Linked DNA regions of Rattus norvegicus: all the other regions are linked to region 1. The links are chromatin contacts, called in public Hi-C maps. All regions are on one chromosome and are shown on one strand. The core of a region is the stretch at or near the end of the contact, and the rest is flanking DNA. Distances in the headings are between cores, read along the strand shown. Region 1 holds the start of Zmiz1 (zinc finger, MIZ-type containing 1). Region 2 holds the start of Ppif (peptidylprolyl isomerase F). Region 3 overlaps LOC103693859 (a long non-coding RNA gene).

Region 1 (3,500 bases), core at 529-3,028:
TCACCACCCAAGAGGCTTAGGACTCGCGAGTCTGCGTGGCACGTCTGCACTCCCATGCGGACCTCGTCAATCAAACTGCTGCCCCGGCGAGGCCAAGACTTCATCCGCCCGCCCCAGGCCCTGAGAAAGACCCCCGCCCGGGCGGCCAGCCCGAACCCGCCCCCAGCGGTGTCATTGTTCTCTGACGTCACGAAGCGGCTCCGCCCCTCTCCCCCCACCTTTCCTCCCCACCTCCGGTTCCCCCGGCTGGCGGCCAAGCTGCCTCCGTCGACCCGGCAGAGCAAGGCTCCCCCCGCGGCCCAGCCGGGGCTGCGCCCCCTTGCGCTCTTCCCAACTTGCCTTTGTTATTCCAGCTCCCTTCCTCGCCTCGCCTCCGACACCGTGGCTGCCTGCAAAAAGCGGAGCACGGAGTCATCGCCACACCTGGAGTCCCTAGCGGGCTCCAGCCCAAGCCTCCCCCGCCTGCTCTGAAGGGGAGTGCGTGTGCGCGCGCGCGCGTGTCCAGCCCAGACGCTAGTTATCTTTAGGACTAGAGTCCTTCTAATCAGGAGGCGGATGGGGTTGAGGAAGGGATGTGGAAGAGTAAGGGGAAATGTGTGGTATGTGTACGTGAACCAGAGACGTAGTGCACGGGGGAATGCCTCGTGTTTTGTTTTTGTTTTGTTTTTTTAACGTACCGGGGATGGCATACAGCGATATTTGTGTGTACAATTGTATGACTCCAGGTGCACGGGCATATCTGGGATGGAAAGTGTGTGTACAAGTGTGTGTCGGGGTCGTGCATGCTATGCGTGCCTTGCTGAAAGGTAGGCGCAAATCGGCGTGCCGTTTGTGTAGGAGTTTTTGTGTGAGTGGCAATGGACCTGAGCCAAAGGGAGTGCGCGCTTGGATACATTTAGGGGCCGGTCTGCGAGGAAAGCCCCCGCGAGTGGGCGCACCTAATTGTGCTTCGTGAGTGCCCTAAGGCACGACAGGAGTGGAGCCCAGCTCTGGGCTGTGAGCCGGTTGGGTTATTTCCACCTCTGCAAATTGGGAGCGCTCAGCTCGCAGCGCTCCAGGCGCTTCCTACCAAGCATTATGGCGTTCTTGCTCTAAACTTCAAGTAGCAGTGGTTACCTCTGTATCCCTCGCTCCTTCTCATATGTCAATGGAAGCGCACTTCCACCTCCCCCTACGTCACCCGTGGTAGTGAAGATTAGGGTCCTCTCACCCTCTGTCCCAAAGTCTCCGGGGGAAACTCCGCACACCGTGTCTCATTAGCCACCCAGTCACCCCAATTCAGGTGGCTAACAGAACCTAAGGCCCCAGAGCCAGGGTACCAGCAGGAAGCGGGGTATGCCTTCTGGCAATAATTTTGCTCCTACCAATGTGGTCCTTTCCTAGGCACATCAGTCTCCCGGCTCCAAACTTATGGAATGGCGGGGGGGGGGGGGCGTTAAAGAGCAGTGAAGGGAGGTGAGAGGAGGGACGAGAGAGTGAGCAAAGCAGCATATGAGGGTAAGGGTGGCGAGGAGCCTAACAGGGTCTGGAAGAGAGCTGAGACCTGGGCACAGGGAACAGAGGGAGGAAAAGAAGGGAAAGGGGAGAGGCGGAAGGGAAAGGAAAGGGAAAAGGAGAGCGCAGCGAGCGCGCAGATGGAGAGCGAACCAAGGCCAGCAGACCTGCGCGCTGGAGGCGCGGCGCTCCGCTCCCGCCATTACTCCGTGCCGGCTTTTGCGGGAGGCCGGCGGCGCGGGGCCCTTTGGAAATAGAATAGCCAATGTAATCTGACACTTCAACTTGCTCGGCTCCGGGCGAGTTGATTCACTTACTCACCCCCTAACGCCGAGTTCCTTTTCACTGTCTGTGGACATTAAAAAAGCGAGCGGCGGCGGCGGGCGCCCCGGAGAGCAAGCGGCCGGCCGGGCGAGCTGCGATCGGGCCGCAGAGCAAGCGAGCAGCGCCCGCGCAGCGCGCTGACCCTATCGCCGGCCGGTGAGGAGCGGGAACCAGAGCCGGAGCCGAGTGGATCTCCGCGCTCTCGCTGCGCTCCTCCGGGCTCCAGCCTGCCCTACACGGCGGTGGCAGCGGCGCGTCCTCCAGCGGTGGCAGTGGTGCTCGCAGAGCCCGGTAAGTTTGGGGACAGAGCCAAGCGCCCGTTAGCTCCGAGGCTTCCACCCGCTCCCGGCGGATCGTCAGGGTGCGAGCGCCGGGTACTGTACTAGGGCTTTCCGCTTAAAGGTTTAGCTCCGGCCGGGCGAGAGAAGCCAGCCGTGCGGGCTCGGCGCTGCTGCCCTGGCCGCCGGGGGCGGAGGCCCTGGCCACCAGCGAGCACCCAGCTTGTGTAGAGCGACTCCGGATGAGCGCGGGGACCCGGGGGTTTTCGGATGTACGGGGCGCCGGTGTGGTTGTGCGCGCGGACTCGGTGCCCGCCTCCTGCCGGCGCGCCTCCAGCCGTCGCTCCGAACAGTCGGGGGCCGGCCGGGATACGGATTCGGAGGAGGGAGGAGAGGACCCGGGAAGAACTGGCTGGGTCTCCCTTGCTCCTTTTGGAAAGATATGAAGTTGTGCTCCTGTGTGCGTAGGAGAACCGCCAGGAAGGCGCTGGATTCTAGGGTGGCCAGGGGTTGGTGATGTTAAGTTGTGCCTCCAAATTTCTATGGAGAACACACTTTTGTACATGGGAGATGGGGGCGCGGTTAAGTTGTTTTGGGGGGAGAATAGCTCGGGGAAACGCGGCGCGTGGCTAAAGCAGGACACGTTGAGGAGATGTGTTGAGGCTTCTCGTTCGGGCTTCGGAAGCCGAAGGGGCTTTCAGGCCAACGTCTGGCCGGGGCTGCCCCAGTCGGGAGGCGAGCCCAAGGGGAAGATGTGTGTGTGTGTGTGTGTGTGTGTGTGTGTGTGTGTGTGTGTGTGTGTGTGTGTGTGTGTGTGTGTGTGTATGCGCGCGCGCGTTGCAAATACGAAAGTAATTTCCCCGTGTTCTTTCTTCCTCTCTGTCTCCGGCGGCGACGGCGGCGACGGCGGCCCCGGGGGAGTGGGAGGCCGACCCGGGAGGAGGTTGGGGGGCCGGGCCGGAGCTGAAGCTGGGTCCGGATTGTGGGAGGGAAGCTCTGAAAGCTTGTTTCACATTCCTGGCGTCAGGGCCAGGGAGAAAACAGTGGGGAGCACGGCCTCGGTGTCGTGGTGCAGGCTGCGGGATCGCGTCGCCCCCTGGCCGGGGACATCTGTCCAGGAAGCTGGCCAGGCAGGGAGAGGGCGCGGTGCAGAGGGCAGGCTCCCCGCCCTGGAGCGGTGGGGGCGCGGGAGAGGGGCGGCCTCCTCTCCCGGCCATTGTGCGCCAGCAGATTTTCACGGGAGACTGCCCCGAAGCCGCGGGAGAAGGCCAGGAGCCGGCCACAGCCTCGGGTTTAAAAGACACTCCAGGAATGTAAACAACCCGGGCGGGAGGGCTAGCGGACGGGAGCGCGCCAGGACTGCGGGCCTGGGCCCCCCACCCTTCCCGGGGGAAAACGGATCGG
Region 2 (3,500 bases), core at 734-3,233, 230 kb after region 1:
GGGGTTCTGGAGAGATGGCTCAATCATTAAGAGCATTTGCTGTTCTTCTAGAGGATCCAAGTTCAGTTTCCAGCACCCAAATTAGGTAGCTTACAGTTGTTCAGGGGATCTGATGTCCTTTTCTGGCCACTGTGGGCACCTGCACTCATGTGTGCGTACCCTCACAGAGACACACAATTTTTAAGTTGTTGGAAACTTCAAGTGTTCTGCTCCTATGTGATGATGTGACGGCCTAGCTAGCTGCTCCCAGGTTCCCACCTATGGAGCCTCGAGAGTGGGAGCATGCCCCAGCCACTCAGATAGCATTTATCTTTTACCCACTTCTGGCCTTTGCCAGCCCAGATTACTCCTGGCACCTACGGGCACCTGAGTTTGCAACTCCAGAACCCAAGTGTGATCCCAATCTCTCCTGACTGCTTCTTGGCTCTATGAATTCCAAGCATGTTGTCACAGGGTCCCAGGGAACATCAACTGTCAGTACTCATGAATAAGAAGCCCCTGGGCAGTTTGGGGAGAAACCCCTGAAGATGACCCAGTCTATCAGCTGCTGGGGAGCTAGCAGAGTATGTATCTCAGCGGGGCCCAGTGTCTTCAGGGCTGGGCATATGCTTAGCTGCATACAGAGACCACTGAGGGCAGGACAGGAAGGACAGACAGACACCAGAATCCAGCCTGTGGTAAAGACAGAATTTGTCTTTGGTTCACACAAAGGGGAGTGAAATGTGTTCGCTAACGAGCTGGAAGATAGAACATGAAGGAAGTCAGGTAGAGGAGGGAACACTGTACCATCTGTGGCTCCCCTGCTCCTCAGTCTCTCAGCTCCTCCCCTTCTCCAGTCTCTCAGGACTTTGAGATCTTGCAGTGGAGAGTCCCCCCTATGCTCTGAATCCATACCCTGAGTATGCAGTCTAGGCTATGCCCGTCACTGTTGTCCACAGAGCAGTGTTTAACAGTTAACAAATCTCTCTCTCTCTCTCTCTCTCTCTCTCTCTCTCTCTCTCTCTCTCTCTCTCTCTCTCTCAAGTTTATTTATCCCCTGAATAGGTATGAGTTAAAAGCAAGATAAGTTTCTCATAACTTCCTTGGTTGCAGAAGGACTGGCCCAATCAGGGTTTTCTAGCCCTGGTCAGAGCTTTCTTCTCTTTCTGAGCCTCAGTTTCCTAACTGAGTATCGGGTTTGGCTCACATGCCCCCACTTGCTGGCATTCATTCGCTTCCCAGGCTGCTGCTGTGCCCCGAACACAAGGGCTTAAATCCCTGGCTGTGGCTCTGCTGCAGGCTCCTTTCCTTTTGTATCACACACTGTCAACTTCCCGGCATCCGTTCAGAATGGTTGCTTAAGAAGTTATTTGCAGGTGCATGCAGTCAGTAAGGAGGTGTATTCCAGGTGAGTTCTAGTGGGTGTAAATCTAGCCCAGTATCTTCCTGGCCTGGCTGGAAGTGATAGGGACAAACAAGGGTTGTCAGTGTGGGCTGGAGAGGAGAGGTCACCCTGGGACTGAGGCCTGGGAGATGCACTATTGATTGGGCAAACTGTATTTTCAGTCCTCTAGCCAAGGCACTGATCTCTAGAGGCAAAACGAGACATTCAGCCCTGGAGCAGGAGGCCTGAGGTCGGTCACCTTGTGGGTGTCGTATCTTTTTTACTTCTCTGTTCTTTCTGTTATCTCTCCCTTTCTGATCCACCTCAGAGCCTCCCACGTCTTTCTGACTCTCAGGATCAGTGTCTCTCTTGGTCTAGAGGCTCTTTCAAATGACTTCCGGTTCCGCGCGTGGGGCTACGGGATGGGGCACAAAGCACGAACTGATTGCGCTGCCAGATGCAACCAGCAGGGGACACTAGAGAACCAGTTCTGAGGGGGCGTGACGGAGGCGTGTAGGGGCGTGGTCTCGAAGCCAGAGGACCAATAAAGGCGATGGCACGCGGCCTAGGTATCGCTTCCTGGGTCGTACGACCTCTGTTGTGTCTGCTCTGAGTTCTTCCGCGCGCCCTCGCCCGACCCGTGACAGCGATGCTAGCTCTGCGCTGCGGTCCCCGCCTGCTCGGTCTGCTCTCCGGCCCGCGCTCCGCGCCGCTCCTCCTCTCCACGACCCGTACCTGCAGCGACGGCGGAGCCCGAGGCGCGAACTCTTCCTCCCAAAACCCGCTCGTGTACTTGGACGTGGGCGCCGACGGACAGCCGCTCGGCCGCGTGGTGCTGGAGGTGAGACTTGGCCGTAGGGAAAACCTGGACTTCCCGGGCCCCGTACTGTGCCTGGCACACCGGATGACCTTGGGCCTCAGTTTCCCTCTCTCAGAAGAAGCGGCATCAACTTGGTCCGTTTCCGGGCATTTCAAAACCCTGGAGGATGGGGGGGGGGGGGAGGGTGATATGGAAGAGAGAGGGAGGGCTAGTGTGGAGGAAAAGGTCAAGGTCAGATCGTACTGAGTGACAGCCCACTGACCGGCCAGGACTGACGTTGGGCTTCCTAGAACCGTCTGCGTCCAAGGTTGGACCCAGAGCTCAGGTGGGTGTCTGAGGTCCAGGTGTTGCCTGGTGCTCATTTGTTGGCCTGAGCACACTCGGGATCCGCCCCCAAGGCCTGATTACCTAAGAGGAGGCACATGGAATGAATGAGAAGGTTCTGAATTGGGAGCCCAAGCTTCTCCACTCTTTGAGGTCCACGTTCAACAATGGCTCCTGTTCGACCCTTGAAGAGAAAATTAGGAAACAGTCAAAATATCAGGAGGAGGCTCTAGGAGCCTTTTGGCTTGAACAAAGGTACCAGTTAGTGTTGGCTGCCCGATTTGCGAAGGGGGTGTGTGTGGCCAATATTTATTATTATGCCTCAGTTTCATCTTTTGGAGAATGAGGAGCATCTCCCCAACCCCATTTGGTGAAGAGGGATTCTTAAAAGAAGCCAAGAGTCAGGCTTGGATGAGGCCTGTCTGTCATTCCTCAACTGTCTGCTCCTTCCTTCTGGGGACCTCAGTTTCCCCCTGCACTGAGGAACATCAGCTGGTCCTGATGATACTCTTGGTCCAGGGACTCCTGCTGAGGACCTCCAGTTGACAATTCTGTCCCGGAAGTGGGCCAGGATGACAGTAGTTTCTTCTGATAAGAAACTGAGGCCGTCTCAGGCAAGCCTTGGTTGGGTTCAGGAAGCAGCTGCCAGGGATGATAGCTTTCTTGGCTGTTCCTAGGAGAGTCAGTGGGCATGGAGAGGAATGGTCCTGATGCCCTGGCCTCTGGGTGTGAACCTCGAGGGGGCTCTGCCCTGCACCTGCTTCTCGACTGACCGTCCTTTTCTGTTCTTTTTCTTCCCTGTAGTTAAAGGCAGATGTCGTGCCAAAGACAGCAGGTAAGGCCCAGATGTGAGCCAGCCAAGGCTGGTAGGCTTCGGGGTTGAATTAGAACAGACTGTGACGTGTGGGTATCTCAACTTAGGCATAGCTGATAGGTACCCCTAAGGCAGCCTTTTGTCCTTCTCTGGACCTCGTTGTCAGCTCTGCTAACCAG
Region 3 (3,500 bases), core at 563-3,062, 140 kb before region 1:
AAGGGCCCCATCTTCTAATAGTGCCACTCCTTGGGTTGAGCATCTACAAACCATCACACCCCGCTACCCTTGATCGAAAGCAGGCCTCATTCATCCGGATGTCCTAAGCCTGGGAACATCAGGGTGTGAGTAAAAGCTCAGGTAGGGAGTCACTGATGGTCTCGAGAGAGAAGTCAGGCCATAAAGAAGGAAATTATGTCAGCCAAGGCTTGGATGGAGAGGGGGAGCCAGCACTGATTGGGAGTTGGTGATCTTCAAACATGTCTGTGCATCAGATGGTGTGGAAACTAGAGAACGGTGCCACCCCAGCCTTTGGTTCAGTAGGTTTGCACTGGGGAATGGGGACTGGCACTTCAGCGGGTGCAGGAGATGCTGCCTGCCTTGGAAGCCTTGTCCAGCGTGGAGGATGCTATTTGCAGGACTCAGAAACTGTATTTACTCCTCACCCAGACCCATGGGTAACTGGCATGGGATGAAAGCCCGGCACCCCACCCCTCACTATGGGTGAGCCACATGCCTCCATAGAGAGGGAAATCAATTACCCAGGAGGAGGCATCCAGACCCAGGGCTACTCTAGCCTACCTCACCCCACTCCCAGATCGAAGGCACAAAGATATGGGAAGCAGATGCATCTTACTGTCAGCTTTTTACAATGTCCTGTCCAGACCCCAAAAGGTGAATGCCAGTAGCCAATGACCACGAGTTCCAGAAACAGCAGCATCTAGCCGGACAGACAACCCCAGGCGAGGGCAGTCATCCATGAAAGTATGGTGGCACCTTAGAGCAGGATGTCATATTTTCGGAGCCAGTTTGTCTTTTTGCCTAGTAAGGACTTCTCTGGGCAACTCACCAAGACTAGAGCCGAGACAGTGATGGGCAGGACCTGAGACTACATAATGATGCTTATACCTTTGTCCCCTTTTCTCTTTTCCTTAGTTTAAACCTAAAGCTCATGCCAGTACTCCAGAAATGGGACCCAGAGATCACTAGATCCCCTTATATGTTCTATGTAGGATGACCACACTGACTTCATCTTGCTTTTTATCGCCTGTCTCTTTAATTGGTATGTTGGAATAGATGGCAGAACTTAGCCTGTTGTGGCTCCCAGAACAACCTAAAACTCCATCTGCAGTGGGTAAGCCAAGAGTCCAGATGAGGAGAAAGAAGCCCACTGAGGTAATGTTCCTCCCTGAAGCCGAGGAGTCAACCATCCTGCTAAAGGACAGGTAGATGAGGTGAAGAAGAGCAGCCAAGCTTTATACCCAGAGTCTGCGAGGTGAGACGTCCACCCCCGAGGGTTTGAGCCCCCTCCCCACCGTTCGAGCTCAGCCAGCTCCCCCCAGGGGACCACAATCCCCACCCCACCCCACCCCCAAAGGCACAATCCAGCCCTCTTCGAGAGGCAGGTGTGCCTGCAGGGAGACCAGCCCTGAGAGGGCTTTGCGGACGGGTAGGCCCTCAGCAGATGTGAGAGCGATTATTATAATCTCTCCGCCCCCAGATGGCATGGTCCGGGTTGCCCCCTCCTCCGCCTGCCAGGCCCCTCTCCGCGGTCCCCGGGGACAGGAGCTAAGGGCCCCAGCCTGCGAGTTGCCTGCCTCTTCTCCTCAGGGGGCCCCTGGCCCAGCCTCAGCGTGGGCCTGGCCTCCAGCTCAAGCAGCCTTTCTTCAGGTGCAAGGACCCAAGTGGCTGTCAGCAAGCGGCTCCTCGGCAGGGCACCTCAGGCGGGCGGAGGCGGTGGCTGGGGTGGCTCAGCACAGCTAGTGAACAAAGGCCGGCTGGGAGCTGGCAGGGCGCCATCAGGGTTCAATGCACAATGGCCCGAGGGGCTGGCGGCTTCGCTCCTGGCCGGCATTTGCATAGCGTCTGGGGCAGGAACAGGTGCCCGGTCAATAGGCGATTGTGAAGCTGCTGTGTCAAAAAAAGAAGGGGCCTGTATTGAAGGCCAGGCTGGCCTATTGCAATGCAAATAGCATTCAAAGCAGACCAGCCCGGGTTGGGCTCCCCGGAGCCCCTGCCTCATGAAAGCCACCGAGCCAGCCCGGCGGCTGCTGCTGCTGGTGCCCGCTTTGTCTGAGGCCAAAGGGTGGCACTGGCAGTGGGGGCAGGGAGCCCACAGAGGGAGGCTGTGCTTCACGCCTATCCATCTAGGAAGGCTTCCTGGAAGAGGACCAGATGCGCTAGGATGTCGCTGAACTTCAGCCAGATACTGAAAGGAAGTTACATGGCTTCTCTGAAGAGGGCCCAGAGCGAAGCGTCACGTGCCTCCTCGCTTCCCACTGCATGGCCTGAGATTTAGGATCCTTCCTAGTACCTCTGATTTTGGTGCGCCTTCATTTAACCTGAAGGTTACGCTGGGTGTACCAACGTGATTAATTCTTCCAAGCCTGAAGCAACCCTGTGAGACAAATGCGTATCATTATAATTTAGCTAGTGTGGAAACTGACTTGCCGAGGGATCGGACCATTAGTAGACAGCAGTGCTGGGAAAGACCCCTGCCAGGCTGGCTCTGGAAGCTTCCTGCGCTCCATGCTCTGCCAATGCTTCACCACCAAGTCCATCTCACAACGGAACCGAGTTCCACTGAACCACAGACGTTACAGCAAGACCAGAGTCCAGTGAACTGGCTGACTGCCTGGCTCATACCTCTTCAGCTGATGATAAGCCTGCTGTGGAGAGCTCCCATCTGACCTAGGGATGGATGCTGGCATGGTGGTGACAGGCACCACAGAACTGAGTATTTTCCTCCCAACATGTTTCCTCTTTATAGAAACACTTCAAATTGCAGGGACTGCTGATAGGCTGTGCAGGCTGCTCAAGAAAGCGGAAACCCCAAAGTACGTAATTCAGGACCTAGCATCATCAGCAAGCCAACATCCAAAACCTGGGACCACTAACCCCTGACCTAGTATTCTCAAGTTTGCCCATCTGTAAAACGGATGCCTGAGCTAATTCACAATCCGGAAATAATAGGCAAGAAAGCCTCTATGATAAAACTGCACAAGCAAGCAGCTTTCATTGCCCTCCATGATGTTTAGAAACCAGAGCCTCAGACCTCTCCAGCTTTGCCCAGTTTCATGTTGAGATGAGAGAGCCCACCCAAGCCTGTGAATGTGATTCATGACACGTTCCCTCACGTTCCAGGGACCTTCTTGTTTTAAGTTTTTAATCCATTGAAGTTATCTGGAACTCCCCCTGGGAAGGACAGGGACTGCCACATTATGCTTGAGGTGCTTGGACAAGATGACAGGGAGTTCCCCATATGCTGGGCAGTGTTCAAGGACTGCTCCTCCGAAGCAGCCTGCATTGGGAGCTGGGAAGCCTAAGGCCTCACGGATCCTCCACACAGAGATGAGGAGCAGACACGAGGGCCTGTGTGGAGGACCTGGAAGCAACCCGCAGGCATGACAAGGACGACATCCCTAGGGATGTCACTGGATGGGACTGAGGCAGTGTAAATGTCAGATGTTTGTCAGCTGAATTCACTGGCTATGAGGGTG

Evidence for each region. Hi-C and Micro-C count contacts between places; a contact is called where the count stands out from the background.
Region 2: a Hi-C map of hepatocytes shows a contact between it and region 1, with 2.3 times the contacts expected there. The contact joins the promoter of Ppif here to the promoter of Zmiz1 in region 1. A contact is called at or near these places in 5 of 12 Hi-C or Micro-C datasets (the A7r5 cell line, Schwann cells, hepatocytes and 2 more) and 1 of 1 datasets of contacts at active chromatin or transcription factors (oligodendrocytes).
Region 3: a Hi-C map of Schwann cells shows a contact between it and region 1, with 5 times the contacts expected there. The contact joins the enhancer-like site here to the promoter of Zmiz1 in region 1. A contact is called at or near these places in 3 of 12 Hi-C or Micro-C datasets (Schwann cells, liver and mammary epithelial cells) and 1 of 1 datasets of contacts at active chromatin or transcription factors (oligodendrocytes).

The regions. Positions count from the first base shown.
Region 1 is chr16:1,032,382-1,035,881 of GRCr8, forward strand. Zmiz1 (zinc finger, MIZ-type containing 1) reads left to right here and starts at 1,779. Exons shown (of 24, transcript NM_001108393.1): 1 at 1,779-2,109.
Region 2 is chr16:1,262,018-1,265,517 of GRCr8, forward strand. Ppif (peptidylprolyl isomerase F) reads left to right here and starts at 1,984. Exons shown (of 6, transcript NM_172243.2): 1 at 1,984-2,204; 2 at 3,312-3,342. The coding sequence starts at 2,013.
Region 3 is chr16:892,844-896,343 of GRCr8, forward strand. The region is part of intron 2 of LOC103693859 (a long non-coding RNA gene); the gene reads right to left. Among named protein-coding and RNA genes, the nearest start is that of Zmiz1, 140 kb to the right of the region's middle. Within about 2 kb of position 1,813, at least 59 of the 93 cell types and tissues checked have an H3K27ac peak or open chromatin away from gene starts, as enhancers often do. A contact at or near this core is called in Schwann cells and liver, where this site is marked.